Linked DNA regions of Mus musculus: regions 2, 3 and 4 are each linked to region 1. Evidence: chromatin contacts called from public Hi-C, HiChIP or PLAC-seq and promoter capture Hi-C data. All regions are on one chromosome and are shown on one strand. Each heading gives the region's core, a stretch centred on a gene start, on an enhancer-like site or on the middle of the called end of the contact. The rest is flanking DNA. Distances are from core to core; before and after follow the strand shown.

Region 1 (2,892 bases), core at 323-2,822:
TGCAATGATTCTGACGGCAGAGTTGCCTGGCTGAGGAAGCTCAATCTTGCATCAATTCTGTTGCCAATCCTTCCAGCTGGACCAATTTGGACAACTTACCCTCTCAGGCTTCATTTTCTTCTGAAAGTAGAGATGATAATGCCATCTTCCTGGTAGGAAGTTGGGGTTGCAAGGATTAAATGGCACCTTCCATACGAGGCACCCAGGGCAGGGCTTGGTGTATGAGAGCTAACAGTGCTGGCACTGAAATCTAATCCTCCCGAATCCTACAGGTCACGGGGAGTGGGGGACACTTGTGTGAGACCACTCAGCCGGCAGCCAGAGAGCCAGCCCCGCATTCCCTTCAGAGAGGACAGACAGAAACAGGGCAGACTGCATTGCTTAGCCCCAAATTAGAGCTACGGTTCTCACCGATGAAGCCCTTTGTGCTCCTGGCAAAGTACTTTCGCTGTGCTGTGGTAACCCCCTCCAAGGGCGAGGCTGGTGTCTTACTCATCTCTCCAGAACTGGCACCTGACACCAGCTGACCCCTGGAAGGTGTGGAGACTAGTGGTGAGGCTCTGGGGGCCAAAGGGGCTTGCCATCCGCCTGGACTGGGTACCACAGGTGGTATGGAGGCTTCCAGACTGGCTTTTTCCAGGAGGAAGGGAAGGGAGGATGAAGGTAGGTTTCAGATGGGTTCAGTGTAGGGAGATGGAGCTAGGCTTCTATACTGTGAAAGGAAGTTTCTCAGTCTCTTACCCATGAACTGACTTATGACCCAAGGTCCAGGTGTCTGTCCTGGATTCACTTTGGCCAGGAAGGGCAGTAACTGCCAAGCAGTGGGGAATGGAGCAGAAGACTGCTGGTCTTAGCTGGGCTACAGTCCACTGATGCATCTCAGGAGCATGGGAGAAAGCCTATCACAGCTGCTGTGAAGGTCCAGACCCAAATCTATACAGAAAAGGATAAAGAATAGCCTGTCACATGCACAGGGCCATTCCACAGCCCAGCTACTCTGGAGTGGGGGAGGGGTGGGTGGGTGAGGGGCTTCCATGTAAATGACACTCCCCTCCCCCTACTCCAGGAGGGACCAGCTCCCAGTGTGGGGAACGAGGGTCCCTCATCTCAGCCAGTCTGGATCTTTTTTTCCTCAATAGACATCATTCTCTCCCTGTGTTTCCCAGCCGTCTCCCTCTCCCTCTACTGGCCCTCAGCAGCTCTCAGTGGTCTCCCCTGAGGTGGCTGGCACTGGTCAAATCCTCATAAGAACAAGGAGTGAAGGAGGCCAACTATCTTCATCTTGGGTTTCCTTTCCCTTGGTTCCTGTAATCCCTAGAACCCACATCTCCCAGGGCCCTTCCCTGCCAACCCTCCCTGCCTTCAGGACCTGGCCTCTGGGTGGGGAGGCACAGTTTAGCGTCTGGGATTTCCCCAGCCCGCAGTAGCAGGAAGTCTGAGTTGGGAGAGGGAAAGCCTGACTCTTGGCTGCTGCCCAGGTACTAAGCAAGACCAAAGTTCAGGGGAGAGGCCTGTTTCCCTGGTCAGCTGGGGACACACTCTGACCTCTACTTATCTGGACTTGGGGACTTGGGTCCCTGAGGCTGGAGGGCAAGGCCAAGTTCAGGGGAAGGAAGTGGAGCTAGAGGGCGACAGGAGAGAGAGACTGCTCCACCTTTTGTCTCCCAGGCCTTGCTTTGGTTGGCCCTGGTCCCTGTCCATGCCGTGAGATAGGATGGTTGACTTTCCTGAGTTGAACACTCGTGTCATCCGAAATCCTGGGGCTGGTAAGGAGACACGAGCATTTCATCCTCCGTGCTTACGGAAATCCAGTTGTCCTAGAGAAACTAGGTTTGTGCGCACAGTCCACGTGTGGCCCAATTCTGACCTATCATGGGCAAGAAGGAGGGTGTCTGGAAACTGGTCTTTTTTGGCGCTGTTTCTCCTTAGCGAGGCTGCGTTGGAAGGAATGACCCTATTAATTGGGCGGTTGATCAAGAGCCTCTTCTTCCAGGACTCTTACTTAATCTCTCAGTCTCTGTTCTTACCCATGCCTCACTTAGCTCTCTGGCTCTAAATGAGCCTCTGGGGACCTCCGGCAGCAAACGCAGCAGGGGACGAACAAGAGCCAGCGATAGCCCTTGGGGAGGACGAAGCAGAAAACACTGGTGACAGAGCACATTCCCCGTCCCATCAGCCAGCCATGCCACCCTCTAGGCCACTTACTCTCTAAACCTCTTCTTAGAGGGTAGGCTCTTCCAGCGCCTGTTCTAGAGCAGAGGTAAAAATGATGCAAAGAGGAATAATGACTGTGAGGGAAACCCTGGGTGGACTGGAGTCTGGATCTTTAGAAAAAAGAAGCGGAAGGGTGTTATAGAAGGGAATCCCCGAGCCTCTACCGCCCCCTAGTGGAGTATTCTGCATGCTCAGTCACTAGCCCTGTGATTGGACTGGACTCTGTACAGCCAGCAGGTGGAGGAAGGTGGAGCCACCCAGTGATATGTGTAGGTAACTTACAATCAGAAGATGTGGCCAGAGAATGTCCCGGTTTACTGGCAGTCATCGAAGTGATTCAGTAGTGAGATATACAGTTGTCACTATCGAGTAAGAGGATTCTAAAAGCATTCACACCTCAGTGGACACCTGGGGATTTACCTAGAAATAACCCTAAGGAGGGAGATTAAAATCTCAGAAACACCCAATTTATTCTTCTGGATTGTGAACAAGAACACAGTGTACGAAACTAAAGGTACAGCGTGGCCTCACGGACCACGGTCAAGACAGGCGCAGCCACAGGTTATGCATGCCCTAAACCTTATCACAATAACCGCTTTTTCTCGAGTTTGACCCCTCAGAATGTAACCGTGACAGCTAAGCTTGGTCTGAGTTTGGGTCACACATGGACAATCGTTT
Region 2 (2,825 bases), core at 248-2,747, 510 kb after region 1:
CAGCGAAGGGGTCAAACTAACATTTCTGTAATGACAAGGCCTATGTGTTAGGAAGAAAGGCCAACAAAGATAGCTGCCGCCCAGTGTGTGGAGATGGGCTGGCTAGCTTTCCAGTCTTTATTCACACTGTCTGGGAAGCTTGAGGAGGCTCTCTGAGAAAATTACATTGGAGTTTGAAGTCTGAGTGGACACTAGGCAGGCGCTTGGAGGTCAGAGGTCCCCAAGGGGTCTATTTGTGCAGAGATCTGAGGAAGAAGCTGTATCTAAGGGACGAAAGCATGTGAGACTTAGAGTAGGGTCCCAAACGATGCTCCAAGGCAAGCCAGAGCATGGGCAGAATGATCCTAGAGGCTATACCGATCAATGATGGGGTTTTTTCCTACCTCGTGGAAGGTATTTCATATAGTTGAAGCAGAAGGTTGCGGTTATGTTAAGGGTAGAGACATAGAGAAGAGGCCTACTTAGGAGACAAGGCAAAAAGACAGAGCAAAGCATACAACGGGGTGACTAAAAAGGAACGAGGAAGATGGTATCAGGATGCTTGCTGCAGGAGTACGATTTACCAAGGATGACTTCTCCTTTCTCACAGTAACTGAAATTTTGAGCAACTGTTTTTGTCACTACTTGTTTTAAGCGTGAGAAGTTGGGAATGGCCCTACAAACTCACAGGCGCGCCCTGTAATCTTACCTCTGTTCTCAAAAACAAGAGGTTCGGTATTTGCGAGTGAGTGGGAAAGACATCTGTCTGCAGGTGTATGGCCCGTGTTTTCGCTGTGCTGAAGCGCTTCGAGGGGGCACATCTCGTCACTTTTGGCTTTTCCTCACATCAGACTGACACAAGTCTTCGATTTTCGCAAATCATGACAGTACAATATACAGAACAAAATAAAAACTAAAAATAAAATATGCCTGTACTCTCCCAAAATGGAGTCGGGGACAGCCAGAGGGCAGGTAAGGCAAGGGAGAAAAGAAACCAGGGTAAGGGGAAAAAGAATCTGACATGGGAAACTGTGGGCATACGAAAGCTATGAAGGAACTTAACCCGCCTAGTCCTATCCTCTCAATGAACCACTAGAAGAATCACATCTATTATTATCATTATCATTATTTTAATGTGATATTTATAGATATCTGGGAGGATCCAAACTTGTAAATGGAGCACCTGCAGACAGCCCCTGCTAGCTAGACCAAAACGTCCCTTCTATTTTTCCCCTTGCATTTTTAATACCATCGGAGTTGTAACCGAAATACAATTTTGTCTTGCTTTCGATATTGAGACGATAGTCTCAACCTCATTCTTTAGTATAACGGAAAGACATTTTTGTTGTTGTTGTTTTGTTTTGTTTTGTTTTGTTTAAAAGTGGTTTGCGTAGCGGTTCTGAGTAAAGCTGCACTCCAACCCTCAACTACCAGGGGGTTTGGCTTTGTCAAAGAGTAATTTACCAATCGTGCCTGCGCGTCCTTCCGGGTTTTGCTGGCTCTGCACCAAAAACCCCAGAGCCTTTGTGTACCAGTCCGGGAGCAGAGTAAAGCGCAGAAGTCGGAGCCGAGGGCTGTGTAGAACTCTGGCGCTATGCGGTACCTACCATGGCTGTTGCTGTGGGCATTCCTACAGGTCTGGGGACAATCTGAAGGTGAGTGAGTAAAAGCGCACACAATCTAGAGAAGGGAGGAAGGGAGGGAGAAAGAGGCTGGCTACAAGCTCTGTGCAGTAGTGGGCGGGTGGAGGTGGGCTTCCCGGCTTGCAACAACAGTGGGAGGAGCAATGTATGGCTGCGGCTCAGGGCTTAGCTCAGTTCAGAACTACACTGAGCCTGCCTTTCCTTCCGCAAGCGCAGCTAAAGCTGAGCTTTTTCCTACTGCAGTCTGTCCTCAGACTGAGCCCACTCGCTAAGTTCTTTCCTTTTCCTTTGTTTCCAGCCCAGCAAAAGAATTACACCTTCCGCTGCCTGCAGATGTCTTCCTTTGCAAACAGAAGCTGGTCCCGCACAGACAGCGTGGTCTGGCTGGGGGATCTGCAGACTCACCGTTGGAGTAATGACTCAGCCACCATCAGCTTCACGAAGCCATGGTCCCAGGGCAAGTTGAGTAACCAGCAGTGGGAGAAGTTGCAGCATATGTTTCAAGTCTATCGAGTCAGCTTTACCAGGGACATACAGGAATTAGTCAAAATGATGTCACCTAAAGAAGACTGTGAGTGGAGGGGTTGGAACCCTGAACCCAGTGGGCAGGAGTGATCCAGACCCCAGCTGGATAACTGTGGGCATCGGGCATAGCTTCTCTTCTCTGTCCACCCTTATGGTTTTACTTCTGTCTAAAAGTAACCCTTGTCCCTTCTAAAAATAGCCCATTTCTGCTCTAGGGCACCATGATCATTTTCCTCAACTGGCACTTAACGATAATCTTCATACCAATTCCTTTCTTCCAAATCCCTTAATCATGAACTCTTTGGTCTCTGCCTACTCCTCCTTACAGATCCCATTGAGATCCAGCTGTCTGCGGGCTGTGAAATGTACCCTGGGAATGCTTCGGAAAGCTTTTTACACGTAGCATTTCAAGGAAAATATGTCGTGAGATTCTGGGGAACGTCCTGGCAGACAGTCCCAGGGGCCCCATCTTGGTTAGACTTGCCCATCAAAGTGCTCAACGCTGATCAAGGGACAAGTGCAACCGTGCAGATGCTCCTGAATGACACCTGCCCCCTATTTGTCCGTGGTCTCCTAGAGGCAGGGAAGTCAGACCTAGAGAAGCAAGGTCAGCTGGCTATTTTCACCCTGGCTCTCCACTTGGATCCATCTAGGTTTTTACATCACTGTCAGCTGTAG
Region 3 (2,700 bases), core at 192-2,691, 280 kb after region 1:
GGAAGAGTCTTGAACTCATTGACATAGAAAATGACCCTGATAGCAAGGGCACTAACAACAATTAACAAATGCGACCAAGTGATTCTGAAAAGCTTCTTATAGAAAAGAATACTATATTTGGACAAAGTGGTAAGATACAGAATAGAAAAGTATTTAACCAATTAAGCATCAAATAGCAGGTTAATATCTAACACATATAAAGAATTCAACAACCTAGACCTCAAGAAAACAAGCAACCCAATTAAAACTGGGGTACAGATGTAAACAGAGTTCCCAGGAGAGGAAACACAAATGGCTGAGAACTACTTAAAGAAATGTTCAACATCCTTAATCATCAGGCAATTGCAAGTTAAGCACTTTGAGATTTTATCTTATACCAGACAGAATGACCGGCATTAAGTAAACAGATGGCAGCCCATTCTGGTGAGGATGTGAGTAAGGGGGACACTCATCCACTGCTGGTGGGAGTGCCAATTTGTATACCCACTATGGGACTCAGGAAGGTGGTTCTTCAGGAAGCTGGGAATAGATCTACCTCAAGATCCATATACACCACTCTTGGACATAGACACAAATGATGCTCCATACCACTACAGAGACACTTACTCAAACATGTGCACTGCTACTCTATGCATCATAACCAAAAGTGCTCTCCACAAATGGAAGGTATGGCCCTATTACTGAAGACAATATCTACACAATTCAAGTGGCCAGCCCGAAAGTCACATACACGCAAGCACACTAAATGATCTCAGTAGGTTGTATTTGTGTGTGTATGTGCGTGCATGTGTGTGTGTGTGCGTGTGTCATGGTGAAAGCAAAAGAGGCCATAGATTTTAAATCGAATGGAGGGAGACTTGAGAAGACTCGGAGGGAGGAGATGAAGGGAGGAAGAGATATAAGTACAATATTCACATGAGTACAGGGTGATCACATGTTCATTCGGGAAATTTACTCATACACATAAATCTAAAAATAAATATCTTTTTAAAAGATAATGGACTCTTGTGCCTAGTGAAAGAAATTCAGAGTAACATTCCATCTTTGACATGGTTACTATTTCTCATCCAGGTCTATGTTGACAAAGAACAATGGGTAGGGCAGGGAGCTTTTTTTAAGTTTGATTTTTAAGGAAAAAAGCTTGAGCAACTCTGAAGGTGTAGCCAAGGTGCATGCTAAAACAGAAGGTGGTAATTGTTAATGCACATCTGCACTGTAGTGAACAGGAGAGAAAGCATCCAAGGACAACGCCCCGCCCACCGAAGGCACCAACCAAATCGTGGAAATGCAGATTAATTTAAGGAAGACAGCCTGAACTCTGCAACCTAAGGCAGTCCCCTCCTGGAAAAGAATTTCCTCCCCGGAGTTAGCATACTCAGCCAAGGGACACGGCTCCACCTAAATCTCCTGTCTTAGTTTCATTTCTGCAACTGTGATTGTATATCCTGAAAAGAAGAAATTTAGGGAAGGAAGGGCTTATTTCTGCCCACAGTTACAAGTTACAGTTCATCATAACAGAGGAATCAAAGTGACAGGAACTTAAAATAGCTAGTCATATTAAATCTATAGCCAAGAACAGAGAGAAATAAATGCATGCATGCTTACTGCTCTGCTTGCTTGATCCGCTCATATGGTTGAGAACTCAAGCCTAGGGAATGGAGCTGCCCACCTTTAGTCTGGGTCTTCTAACATTAACTAATGTAATCAAGACAACTTGCTATAGACATGTCCACAGGCCATCCTAATCCAGACAATCCTTCATAAAGACTTTCTTCCTAGATGACTCTAGATTGTATAAATAATTAAATTAACAGCCTAGCAGTGGTAGGGTGGTGTGCACCTTTAATCTCAGGACTCAGGAGGCAGAGGCAAGCAGATCTCTGAGTTCGAGGCCAACCTGGCCTACAGAGCAAATTCCAGGACAGCCAGTGCTACACAGAGAGACTCTGTCTCAATAAAACAAAACAAAACAAAGCAGGGCGGGGGAGAAACAATTACTATTCCTTTTCAACTAAACTCATTAGTCTGAGCCGTAACCCTTGGCCCCAAGTGTATGAAGTTTTTCTCATAATGTAAAATTTAGTTTACTTATAATCCCCCATAGTGTTTTAAAATCCAGATATTTTAAAAGTCCAAAGTCTCTTAATTGTTAAGTGCCTATAAAAATCTAAAATAAGTTATATACTTCTAACTTACAATGGTGCAAAGTAAATATACATTTTCCAAAAGAGTTAGGGGCATAATACAATAATACCAAAACAGAAACAAAATCCCTCATAGCAAATGCTAAATCCTGAAGTTCTGTGTCTGGACCTGGGCTGCAGAGTATCATCTTCTGGGCTCCAAAGGCTTCAGGCAGTGCTATTCTTTCAGCCTTGTCTGAAGTACACAGAGATTCTTCTCTCTTAGGCTTAGGCCAGCTCCATTCCAGATCCTCATCTCTGCAGAGTCAATGTCTGATGGCCCGGGCATCTCCAATATGCTGCAGTTATGACTGCAACTGACTCATCTCAGCTTCAGTCACTAGACCTCTCCGGCTCTCTATATAAGGACCTAACCCTGCCACACAGTGCCTGGTCTTAGATGCCCTGCATGATTTCCTCAATATTACATCTCTCATGACTTCAAAATCGGTACCACACGGACAGTGCTTATCTTAGCTTTGTCTTGCTGTGTGCAAGCTTATGTTTCCTCATCACA
Region 4 (2,998 bases), core at 150-2,649, 390 kb after region 1:
TCATCACCTTCCCCTGCACATTTCGGGGCTTGTCTCGCGGCCACCCATACCCTTCCAGGGTAGTCCTTCCCCCAGGCTCAACCCTGCTTCTTCCATACCTCTTTCTCTAATAAGCCGTTGCAGTAGTCATGGCAGATCTTGGGCCCTGGTGTCTCCAGGTACTTGTTTCCCTCACCGGGCTGTACTGTCCTTTACCTTCCCTGACTCTTCCTTCCAGGGCACCGGTTCTGCCTTCAGGGAAGTGTTCAGCAGAGTGGGGGGAGCCTGGATTTCAGGCCCTCTCTGGATTCCGAGAGTTGATCGCCAGATGGCAAAGCAAGATAGATCAAACTGGCTGTCTTGCTCAGGCACCCAGGAACTATCTTTGTGGATGCTTCCTCCGTCCTGGCCTGCCTCTGTCTTGGCCCCACTCACATATCATTGCTGCCATGTTTGACTCCAAGGATAATTCTCCTGCCAGAGAGCAGGAGGAAGAATTCATCTTCTAGCTGCAGGCGGGCGGCTGTGAAATACGATTTCTAAAGTGTTTATAATGCACCATGTTTAGATAGCACTTTACATCTTCCAGAGCAGCTGGCTGAGCAGTGGTGCTGCCCAGCTGGACCAGGGACTCGCCTCAAACACAGGAGGCCTAGCTTTGGTGCCTCAGTTTCTCCTTCTGAAACACCAAGGAAACCATTAAGTCTTGACCTTCTGCTAGGATATGAAATATGAAATATGGCCTCTCTTTCCCGACCCCATCCTCTTTGTTCAAACCTGTTTTCTCCTTACCTCATCTTCTGGACCATGCTAAGCATTCCTCCACTGCCCACCAAACCCACGGAAGTGCCTGTAGGTGGCCGGAGTCTAGATAACAGAAAGCCCGCTGCGCTTTCGAGCTCTCGAAGCTGATGGACTAGGCGTATGTGGCTCTTGCCTCTGTCACTGTGGGCTAAGAGAAGGCAGCTGGCACTCCCTGTTGTTTGGGGTCAGGGAACCCCAAACTCCTGTGGGTTGTGGATTCCCTGTGGGCCCAGCTAATATCGATGGACACAGAAGACATACTTAGCCTGTTTGTGGTGGTTTGCGCAGGGCCCCTAAGCCTGTAGCCTTTGATCTGAGAACTAGAACCTTTCTTAGCCACCACACTTCCTGAGCCTTTCACATACATATGAAATAAATAGACTTATCTCTCTTTTTAAACTTTCTTATTAAGTCTTTGTGAGTTTCGCATCACGCACCCCAATCCTGCTCATCTCCCAGCCCCTCCATATCTGCCCTCCACCCTTGCACCCTTTTAAGGGGAGCCCTTAAAAAAAAAAAAAAAAAGAAAAATTTCACCATGGAAGCTGTAGTGCGTCACACATTACACCCTTTTGCCCAGATATTTACTTGCAAATGTTCTGTGCAGTGAGTCACGGTCTGGTTCGAGGTCTTTGGCTTCTGTTACCCTATCAATACTGGAACCTCACTGGGACTCCTCTCAGATATCCTGTTGTTGTTTTGTGTCATGGAGATCCTGAAGCTGTGGTGCTACAGGACTGGCCCCTTTGTTGTGCTTCCGCAGTTCATAAGTGGGGTAGATGCTGGGGTGGGCCAACTCAAAGCCCTGATTCTGGGCCTGGGTGGTAGCTGAGTTGATCAGCCTGCCAGCTCTCCCACACCCAAGCCACCAGGGCTAAGTCTCCTGCCTCGCTGAGGGGCAGAGCTAGCTGTCCAGCAAGGCCAGCTTCTACACCCATGCCACCAGGGTCAGCTCTTCCACACTGCCCAGGCAGGGGGCAGGGCCAGCTCTCCTGAGTGCCCAGGGCCACAGCAGGAAAGGGACAGAGGAAGTACCCTTGTCTCTTTACTCCTTCAGGCCTTTTGCCAGATCTAGAATTCTTCTCTGCTTACAAACCACTAAGTCTTTTCCCACCATCTATCCAAAGACCAGGGGAATCCCAGGGTGAGCTGGAGAATGAAGAAGGAAAGGAGATGTTTCCGTAGCCATTCCAGTTTCCCCCCTTGCTCCTTCCCAAAAGTTAGCTGCTCTAACTGTGACAGTGTCTGCCTCCCATACTGCCCTCTTTGAAACAGCTCCCCACTCCACCACTACCCCACCCCACCCAGTTCCAGGCCACTGCAAGGCCCATGATTATTCTGCATTTGTATGGGCAATCATATTAATCTGTAGGCAGTCTGGGGTTCCAGGAGACCTCCTGCCTTTGGCAATAACAGTTCAGAGTCTCAGAACCTCAACGCACTCGATCGATGCTGCTAGTCACCAGGGGGTGTACTCTAACCTTTCATGGTGACTGTGTTTCTTCAGACAATTCCCCAGTGAGTTATCGGGTAAAGAGACGTCTTTGGTTCACAGGGCAGGTCAGGGAGGTGTTTTTGGGAGGGATAGATATTTCAGCTGTCCGCCTAACGTTCTTCATGGAGTGCTGAACTTTAGCCACACTTGTGGCACCTGTGTCTGGACAGTGGTGCCTTGTAGTAGAGTCAGGCCTAAGGGCTCGGGGCTTGTTTGCACTTTGTGCTGCTTGCTGCTTTCAGGTTTTGTAGTGCCTGAGGGATGGATACTTCTCCCCTGCCCTCAACCCTATCAGTCCTTTCACTTCCCAGAAGGACAGTTTCTTACCAGGTTTTCCCTCTGGGTCGCTTGTGTTCCAGTCCTTTTATAGATGACACCATAGCTGAGGAATTATCAAGAATCCTTCCTTATTGTTCTGAACTTTCTCGCTGTCCTTCCCTCCCTCTCGGCCCTCTCCGGGCTTCCAGGGCCCACTTCTGTCATTGAGGAATGCATGGAGGCCATTAGCCAAGAGCAGAGCCACATGCTCTGCTCCCCTCCTCCCAAGTGCTCCTCATTCCACTGATAGCCGGCCAGAGACTGCAGGTCCCACCCAGGGGCTGGAGACGTCCAGTTGGCTTTTGATGCTGCTTGCCTCCAGATTCGGAACTGAGTGCAGATGTTCTGGGCTCAAAACAGTTTAGGTCAAAGAACGGTTCGAATCTAGAGAGATGGCTGAGT

What was found. Promoter capture Hi-C pulls out the DNA fragments that hold promoters and counts their contacts. Hi-C and Micro-C count contacts between places; a contact is called where the count stands out from the background. HiChIP or PLAC-seq counts read pairs in DNA pulled down with a chosen protein or histone mark.
Region 2: a promoter capture Hi-C map of 3T3-L1-derived adipocytes shows a contact between it and region 1, with 4 times the contacts expected there. The contact joins the promoter of Cd1d1 here to the enhancer-like site in region 1. A contact is called at or near these places in 10 of 39 promoter capture datasets (the 3T3-L1 cell line, 3T3-L1-derived adipocytes, the HPC-7 cell line and 5 more), 1 of 484 Hi-C or Micro-C datasets (embryonic stem cells), 5 of 115 datasets of contacts at active chromatin or transcription factors (bone marrow-derived dendritic cells, embryonic basal ganglia, embryonic stem cells and 2 more) and 1 of 9 other capture datasets (embryonic stem cells).
Region 3: a Hi-C map of bone marrow-derived macrophages shows a contact between it and region 1, with 22 read pairs. The contact joins two enhancer-like sites. A contact is called at or near these places in 2 of 15 datasets of contacts at CTCF or cohesin (the NIH/3T3 cell line and large pre-B cells), 13 of 484 Hi-C or Micro-C datasets (the 63-12 cell line, the C2C12 cell line, the G1E-ER4 cell line and 10 more) and 7 of 115 datasets of contacts at active chromatin or transcription factors (bone marrow-derived macrophages, embryonic basal ganglia, embryonic stem cells and 2 more).
Region 4: an HNF4G HiChIP or PLAC-seq map of pancreatic cancer cells shows a contact between it and region 1. The contact joins two enhancer-like sites. A contact is called at or near these places in 1 of 39 promoter capture datasets (embryonic stem cells), 1 of 15 datasets of contacts at CTCF or cohesin (large pre-B cells) and 8 of 115 datasets of contacts at active chromatin or transcription factors (bone marrow-derived macrophages, embryonic forebrain, embryonic midbrain and 4 more).

Annotation. Positions count from the first base shown.
Region 1 is chr3:87,507,906-87,510,797 of GRCm38.p6, reverse strand. The region is part of intron 1 of Gm40085 (predicted gene, 40085); the gene reads left to right. Among named protein-coding and RNA genes, the nearest start is that of Gm40085, 3.3 kb to the left of the region's middle. Within about 2 kb of position 1,572, at least 84 of the 459 cell types and tissues checked have an H3K27ac peak or open chromatin away from gene starts, as enhancers often do. A contact at or near this core is called in 3T3-L1-derived adipocytes, bone marrow-derived dendritic cells, bone marrow-derived macrophages and 2 more, where this site is marked.
Region 2 is chr3:86,998,001-87,000,825 of GRCm38.p6, reverse strand. Cd1d1 (CD1d1 antigen) reads left to right here and starts at 1,497. Exons shown (of 6, transcript NM_007639.4): 1 at 1,497-1,634; 2 at 1,921-2,193; 3 at 2,476-2,754. The coding sequence starts at 1,574.
Region 3 is chr3:87,225,777-87,228,476 of GRCm38.p6, reverse strand. No RefSeq gene overlaps it. Among named protein-coding and RNA genes, the nearest start is that of Fcrls, 36 kb to the left of the region's middle. Within about 2 kb of position 1,441, at least 1 of the 459 cell types and tissues checked has an H3K27ac peak or open chromatin away from gene starts, as enhancers often do. A contact at or near this core is called in bone marrow-derived macrophages, where this site is marked.
Region 4 is chr3:87,114,787-87,117,784 of GRCm38.p6, reverse strand. All of the region lies in intron 2 of Kirrel (kirre like nephrin family adhesion molecule 1), which reads left to right. Among named protein-coding and RNA genes, the nearest start is that of Gm24472, 49 kb to the right of the region's middle. Within about 2 kb of position 1,399, at least 76 of the 459 cell types and tissues checked have an H3K27ac peak or open chromatin away from gene starts, as enhancers often do. A contact at or near this core is called in pancreatic cancer cells, where this site is marked.